2 separate regions of the Mus musculus genome follow, and region 1 is linked to region 2. Evidence: chromatin contacts called from public ChIA-PET data. All regions are on one chromosome and are shown on one strand. Each heading gives the region's core, a stretch centred on a gene start, on an enhancer-like site or on the middle of the called end of the contact. The rest is flanking DNA. Distances are from core to core; before and after follow the strand shown.

Region 1 (3,795 bases), core at 1,284-3,783, 380 kb after region 2:
AAAATAAGTGATAAATATATACCCTTTAGATAAAGTTTAGTGTTTGATATGACTCTTTATTAAAAAAATATATATTCTAGAAAATCTATAATAACATACTTATGCCCTAAACATTTTTAAAATCTGATATATAATAAACCAAATTTCAAATATATTTGAAAATAAAAACCATTTCATAGTGAGATTGCTTCCACACTGATTTACCTGTACTACATATTTAGATTTCTGAGTACTGAATTTACTAAAAAGCTAGGACGTTCAGCACAACTGTAATATCAAATTGCCTTTACTGTTGAAGACATTTAATAATTAGGCCATTTATCATAACTATAGTCTGTTATAGGACATTTTTTAAAAAAACTAAAATATTTAAAATACTTACTATGATTTTCTTACAGTCCTTCCCTCTGCATAGCTCTGTATAGGTTGAATACTGCACATATATGATCCAGCTTCCGACAAAAACCACCAGCCAGGAAAAGAAAAGATACTTCACCCGCATGTAGGACAACCGAGCCTGCAAGCAAAGGTCACATGACAGTCAGTCAGCAGCAAGCTGGCACTCACCGCACTGGAACGGGCGTTCTCCTTGCTTGGAGAAGCACAATGTATAATCCAAGCTTTTATATGGCAGCTCTAGAACAAAGTGCATTGTCAAGAAGCCCAGACAACATGGGTCTTAGGAAAGTAAGGGAAACAAATACCCTTTCAGGATGTACGTTCGGCATCTCCAATGCCATTCAGGCCACTTACTCAATAAAGCACAACACCACTTCTAGACCAGGCGAGCAGACAAAACACTGTTTCAAGTGAGAATTTTAAAGGTCTTTATGAATAATCATAGTAATACTTAATATTTTAGCCAGGCAGTGCTGGCACACTCCTTTAACCCCAGCACTTGGGAGGCAGAGACAGGTGGATCTCTGTGAGTTCAAGGCCAGCCTGGTCTACAGAGCAAGTTCTTTTTTTTTTTTTTTCCCGAGACAGGGTTTCTCTGTGTAGCCCTGCCTGTCCTGGAACTCACTCTGTAGACCAGGCCTGCCTCAAACTCAGAAATTCGCCTGTCTCTGCCTCCCAAGTGTTGGGATTAAAGGCATGTGCCACCATGCCCGGCTCAGAGCAAGTTCTTAACACTAACCCTGAGTCCCAAATAGCCAGTACTACATAGGAAAACCCTGCCTGATCTGGTGTGTGTGTGTGTGTATGTGTGTGTGTGTGTACACAAGTCTGTAAAAATAAGATTTATCCAGGTATGTTGGTAGAAACCTGTATTCCAGCACTTGGGAGGTAGAGGTAGGAGAATCAGAGGTTCAAGGTCATTGTTAGTTATACTGAGTTGCCAGACAAGGCTATATAAGATCCTGTCTCAAAGAAGAAAAGCAAAGCAAAACAACAACAAAAAGAAAAACAAAAAGAAAGAAAAGCAAAAATTATTCCTTGCACGCCAATGGGCAAAGCTACACAACAGGCTCCCCTTTGCAATGTTTTGTGTGCGCTGCTCTGATATCTGATCTCAGCTGTTGATGCCTTTCTACATCAGCCATAGATCAAGCCATTCAATATTCAAACGTGGCGGTTGGTCAACACAGCCTGATAGTTACTTTTTGGATCTAGAGTTCCAGTGGTTCGATTTAATAAACAGTAGAACTGAGGTCTACAGATAGAACTGAGCAGAATAAATTAAGGATGCACACACACAATGAAAAGCTAGTTTTGCTTTTATATTCCCAAGCCAGTTTCTCACACTTGGAAACAGTAGAATACTGTGAGCAGGATGAGCTTGCAGAGAAAGCAGAAAGAGACTAAAGAGCCATGGTGCACGAGCAGGAGACAGCAAGCTCAAAGGGAAAACACACCCAACTCAGCAAGCACAAAGGGAAATGGTTCTATCTGCAGTTCAGACATCTGTCCTCAAGGGGTTTCACAGATGGTGAATCCCAGTACAAATAATTCAGGCCTTTGAGGGGTTTGTTTGTTTGTTTGTTTGTTTGTTTGTTTTTGTTTTTTGTTTTTTGTTTTGTTTTGTTTTTTCGAGACAGGATTTCTCTGTATAGCCCTGGCTGTCTTGGAACTTACTCTGTAGACCAGGCTGGCCTTGAACTCAGAAATCCGCCTGTCTCTGCCTCCCAAGTGCTGGGATGAAAGGCGGGCACCACCATGCCCGGCTGAGTCCTTTGAGTTTTATTACTAATTGTAAAAGCACTTTTAATGCAAAACATTTTTATATAGCACTAAGTGAATTCACACACACACACACACACACACACACACACACACACACACCACAAAATTAAATCACATGCAACACAATGGACCCAAGAGGCCTGTCTAAAAATCATTTGAGATTACTGGACCTAAGAAGTGTGATCATCAGCTATAAACTGACACGTGCTAGCATTCTGAGCCTCCACTAAGATTAAAGCCTGCAAAGCATGCTGTGCACCAAGCAGACACACACACACACAAAGTCCCCGTGCAAGAAGAGATCAACAATGCTGCCATTGGCTACAGCCGAAAAGGAAGGAAGCTCTGGATCGGATCAAACCTCTAGCTGCAACCACCCGTTCACAGGAAATGGTGGAGACAGCCGGTAGCACTGGCAACCTTGAAGCAAAGGACAGTTTGTGGCAAACTCCAGACTGTGGGAAACATGCAATACAAAGAGACCATTTCTTCAACAATTAAGTCACAAGGGTTAAGTCTAGACAAGGAGAAACTTAAGATTGGAAAATATTTATGAAACACAAGACAAAACCAACGAACAACAAGGAAACCAAAATGTATGCTAACACAGAGTGGGAAGCTATCAGTGCCCCAACCCGGAGGTAGAACTATAGGCAACTAAGCAACGATGAGCAGGGTAGACAGCCTTCTCAGAGTCACATCAAAGGGTTACCCAACACCACACAGTCAACCCTGAAATCAGTTACATAAATGAACCTTATACGGACTGAGCAGGTAGGTTGTAGTTGTATATTTAGGAATATATTATATATGTATGTACAATTTAAGAAAAAGAAGCCATGAATTCGAGGTGTGTGAGTGTGGTCTGGAGAAAGGAAAGGGAAGAAGAAAATGGTATCATTTTAATTTCAAGAAAAACTAAGAAAATGAAGTTTGAAAGTTTGGAAGTCAGCACTTGGGGCACAGAGGCTGACCTTCTTGAGCTCTAGACCAGTCAGGGCTACAAAGTGAGACCATCTCAAAACAAAACAGAATGAAACAAAGGGAAAATGGTATTGGTGACACAAGTCAAAAGTTTTTTTTTTCTGTGTGTGTATGTGTGTGTGGAGAGGTGTGTATTCAAGTGCCACAGGACAAGTGTGGTGGACAATTTGTGGGAATTAATTCTGTACAACCAACATGTGGCACCAGAGGTTGAATTCAGGTCCCCAGTTTGACGGTGCTAAGTCATCACATCCACACGCCTCTCTCCTCTCTCCTCTCTGTCTCTCCCATCTCTCTCCTCTCTTCTCCCTCCCTCCCTCCCTCCCTCCCTCCCTCCCTCCCTCCCTCCCTCCCTCCCTCCCTCCCTCCTTCCTTCCATCAGGTCCTTCCTCCATTCTAATTTTTTGAGTGCTGGGGACCAGACCCAAGGTTCTGTGCAAGCACGTGTCCCCGGAACTAATCCCTAAGCCTCACAAAGTACCACTAATACTTGGGAGACAATTGATAATTTGAAGTGCTGAGGATCACGCAGGAGGAATAATAAATGGTTTTAGAACTCATGGAAAGAATTTGGCTCACCGGTTAGCACAGCCAGGACGGTGTCTCTCAGTTGAGGCATGGTTCTGA
Region 2 (3,871 bases), core at 969-3,468:
AGAGTTACGAAATTGCAACTGCCCTAGAAAATCGAAGCCACAAGGTTCGGTATTCTGATACACTGGAAAGTGGATCGATTGTATTTTCTCTGTCTGGTACAGTATATTTGTTAATTGTCTTTACTCAGGGTTTTTGTTTGTTTGTTTGGTAAAATATGTGGATGCACATGCTAATTTTTGCAGTTCAGTAGTGACATAATCTCTTAGTGTGTTATCTTTTGAAAGAGTAAATGGTTGCACTTTGTGCTTGCTGCAGATGTAGTGCCAACTGTGGGATAGATTTGTTCCTTCAGTTAAATGGTGTCTGGTAGAAGATGGGGAAAGCACTTGCTTTGGAACCAAGGTAAAAATAGAAACGTCCACTTGCTTAGCAATAAATATAAGTTGTTAACAGAGGCCAACAGTACTACTCTGGCCATAATTTACATACCCAAACCAATATATGATATACTCCTATTACTTTGATTTACTGAAAAAATAAATATTGAAGAACTTTATAGGGACAAATAAATGTTCCTAGAATTACAAAATTATGTATGAGACATGAACAAAGTTCAGGAGTTAAGTTAGGCTAAAAAAGTCTGGTGATATGGAGGGACAGCCTCCATCTGTGCATGGGGAGTAACAGGTGTGACAGAAGTGATGAAGGAAGGCAGGCATCAGTCTGTGCCCTCTCACTCACAAGCTAGCGACCCTAATGCCGAGCCTGCGCCACAGGGAGACCATCGCAGAATCTCAAATAGTTCTGTTAGGTTTACCATTCTAGCAGAGATTTTAGAAGGCAGGTGATTTCTGAATCATCTAAAAAGGCATGCTGAAAATTATCCAGACTCCAAAGCATTCCTCCTAGTTGAATAGAAAATACTCCAGAAAAAAAAGAGCATTTTTGGTGACTTGTATGTTTGGTTATCATCTGTATGTTTACAAAGAGGTACTCTTTCCATGTTCTTGAGGAGGACAATGATGTTCAGAGAGGTTATATAAAATGTATAAATGCATTCAGTCACTGTGTAATCACACACAGCTTTCTATTGATCGTGTCTTTTTACTTTCTGAACAGCTATTACTAAGCTCAAGTGTCCTTTAAGACAATTCTGATAGTTGGTCCCATTTCAGACACCAGGTATATGCTTGTTTGAATACATTCAGTTAGTTACGGCTCCTCCTGAGGGAGGAAGGTTTCTTCAATAAGAAATAATTGAAGATTTGCTTTAAACTCCCTTTCTCTTATTGATTCTCACTTTGACAGTCATTACAGAACCTTCTGAGTCGCTGAACACTTGCTTGTAAGGTAGTGGTTGTGGAAGGACATGGCACCTCCTGGATACCTGTCCCTGTGCCTCCTATCTTCCTTTAGCTGTTTACTTATATCCTTTGGGATAGCTTTTCTAATAAGCCAGAAAATATTTTCAAAAAATATTCTAGTATGAAAACTTTTTAAAGTTTTCATTCTGTAGTCCTGGATGGTTGTTTCTATAGCCTGGAATGGCCTTGGACTCACCACAGTTCTCCTGTCCAAGCTTCCATATGCTGAGATTATAGATGTGTATCACCACACCTGGCTTGAAAGGTTAACTTTTAAAATAGACTTATGGCAGAAAAAAATTACTGGCCAATGTTTTTCCTTTAAATATTTAGAACAGGTCATTCTGTTTTCTAGAGCATGTCAAAGAAATATCCAAACCATTTTGTTATATACAAATTGTTTGAGGTCCCTGATATTATTGAGCTTGAGGCTCTGTGTAACTTCATCATATTCACCCTTTCTAGGAGTTGCATTCTTGTTGATGGATGCTAAGGAGTGTATGACATCGGCTGAGGAAATATTTGTAACCAAAATTGAGAAGTTTATTAACATTCACCAAAATAGTTTCTTGGTTCTATTTGCTCCACTCCATGGGCCTGAAGAATGGAGTCTCATGTTCAGGATACATCAGAGGTATGGAAGCAAAGCACAGCCAGTCTTTCTTAGTTTTGTTTACTTCAGTTCTTAATGCTTTTAGGCAGTCAAACTTTATAACCTGTTATATGTAACCCAACAGGGCAGACAGGTGTTCCTTAAGTCAGGGTGACCAGAGTTGGTGTTGACATGGGGCCTGCCTATTTTACATAAGCAAAACAAAGTGAGCTCTAAAACCTGGTTACATAGCCACCTCAAATCTTCTAAGGCACAAAGCAGGATGTGACTGAATGAACATGTGTACAGCAGAGCTCTGTCCCCTCCTCGTGCTGCCTGTGACAGCAAACAGCAGTCAGTCAGTTACGTAACCACTTTCTTTTCAGGTTCTTGGGCAGTAACTTACGAATACTTCCTGTACACAACACAGTAAACGCTCTTGACCTTATGTGCACTATAGCCAAGGTAAGCCACCTGGACAAAGGATACTCATACACAAATATGTACATCTTGGCCAGAGATTTTAAGGTTTTGATTTTAAATAAAGTTTTGAGATAATAGAGAATTTCCCCCCTCCATTTGCTTCTTAATGCCCCCCCCCCATGCTCTTTTAGATGTGGCCTCTTTTTGTTACGTGTGTGTTCCTAAATGCATACTATAACCTGTTCAGTCCCAGGCTGACCACTTAGAAGTGAATTACCAATTTGGGAGTTTTCCCTGGGGAAGACCTCTTCCCCTGATCTCAGCATTCCTGGGTTTCCTGTAGTTCTTGTCAGACCTGGGGCTTTTTACTTACATGTTATCATTCCTATTGCTGGTGACTTTTTGAGTCATGTTTAGCCATCTATGTTGAGACTTCATATGTATAGCTTCTGACATTTCTAGGAGACACAATCTCACAGCCAATGCCCTATTCTTGAATCAAAATCTTTCTGACCTCTTTTGCAATGATCACTGAGCCTTAGGTGTAGGAGTTGTGTTGTAGTTGTATCAGTTAAAACTAGTAGGACCCACAACCCTGCATTTTGATTGGTTGTGGTTTTCTGTAATGTTCTTTTCTATTTTGCAGAGACAAGTTTCCTTGATGAGGGGTGAGGACTATACTTACCTGTGGATATGACAAATATTTAAAGTGTAGTTAGGTATACTGCTGGTTTAGTAAAGTGGTGGTTGTATGTTTCCCTCCAAGATCCATGACATCACTAGTCCTGGGTAGTTTTCAGGGTTCCCAGTACAGGCATGATTTCCCTCTTGTTTAGCAGGTCTTAAATCTAATTAGAGACCTGTTCGTTCCTGCTAAGATATGCATGCCACTGCTGTACCCTTAGGGTTATCATGTCATGCTAGTCACTGTTGTGGTTCATAGACATACTGGGTAGGATTGTTGGTTCCTTCCCTCATTTGGAAGCTTGCACCGCCCCTTCTAGGGTCATAAAGGTAGTCTTCAGAAATAAGGACTTACCTTCCACCCGTGGGCAACCAAGAGCAATAGCAATAGCTTCTAATGTTTTGGGAGTCTCTTGGACAACTCTGACAACCAATGCAAAGGAGGGCTTCTCATGTCTAGTGTTGGGTTGTGTTAGATGGCCTATGGCTCTTCAATGACTGTCAGCCCCGGTGGGAAAACTTCATTAAAATTATAGATTTATATACCGACTTAAGTGCAATATAGGTATTTTAAGGTAGACTCTTTATGACTTTTTAAGATACTGTTATTGTTACTAAGGGCTTTTGTTTTTAAATATGTCTTCAAGTTGTGTACCCTCTTGAGGATTGTCAAGCTATCCACCTTCTACTCATTTCTTTCCTGAGCCTGACATCTTCGCAGTTTATTCCTGGTAACCTTGTGAACTGTTCCCCACCAGTTCAGTCTCTTCTCAGGTGGCTTCTCCTTGACAGTGTTCATAGACACGTCAACTTCCCTTCCTAAGTTTTGCACTTGGAAATCCTAGAGCATTTCTCATACTGCATTTT

What was found. ChIA-PET counts read pairs in DNA pulled down with a chosen protein or histone mark.
Region 1: an RNA polymerase II ChIA-PET map of memory CD8 T cells shows a contact between it and region 2, with 13 read pairs. The contact joins two enhancer-like sites. A contact is called at or near these places in 1 of 115 datasets of contacts at active chromatin or transcription factors (memory CD8 T cells) and 1 of 9 other capture datasets (adipose tissue).

What each region holds. Positions count from the first base shown.
Region 1 is chr5:107,924,203-107,927,997 of GRCm38.p6, forward strand. It overlaps Dipk1a (divergent protein kinase domain 1A), which reads right to left. Exons shown (of 5, transcript NM_026062.4): 2 at 383-517. Among named protein-coding and RNA genes, the nearest start is that of Gm26387, 19 kb to the left of the region's middle. Within about 2 kb of position 2,534, at least 78 of the 459 cell types and tissues checked have an H3K27ac peak or open chromatin away from gene starts, as enhancers often do. A contact at or near this core is called in memory CD8 T cells, where this site is marked.
Region 2 is chr5:107,543,918-107,547,788 of GRCm38.p6, forward strand. It overlaps 1700028K03Rik (RIKEN cDNA 1700028K03 gene), which reads left to right. Exons shown (of 6, transcript NM_182745.3): 3 at 3-96; 4 at 1,771-1,939; 5 at 2,284-2,362. Among named protein-coding and RNA genes, the nearest start is that of 1700028K03Rik, 11 kb to the left of the region's middle. Within about 2 kb of position 2,219, at least 25 of the 459 cell types and tissues checked have an H3K27ac peak or open chromatin away from gene starts, as enhancers often do. A contact at or near this core is called in memory CD8 T cells, where this site is marked.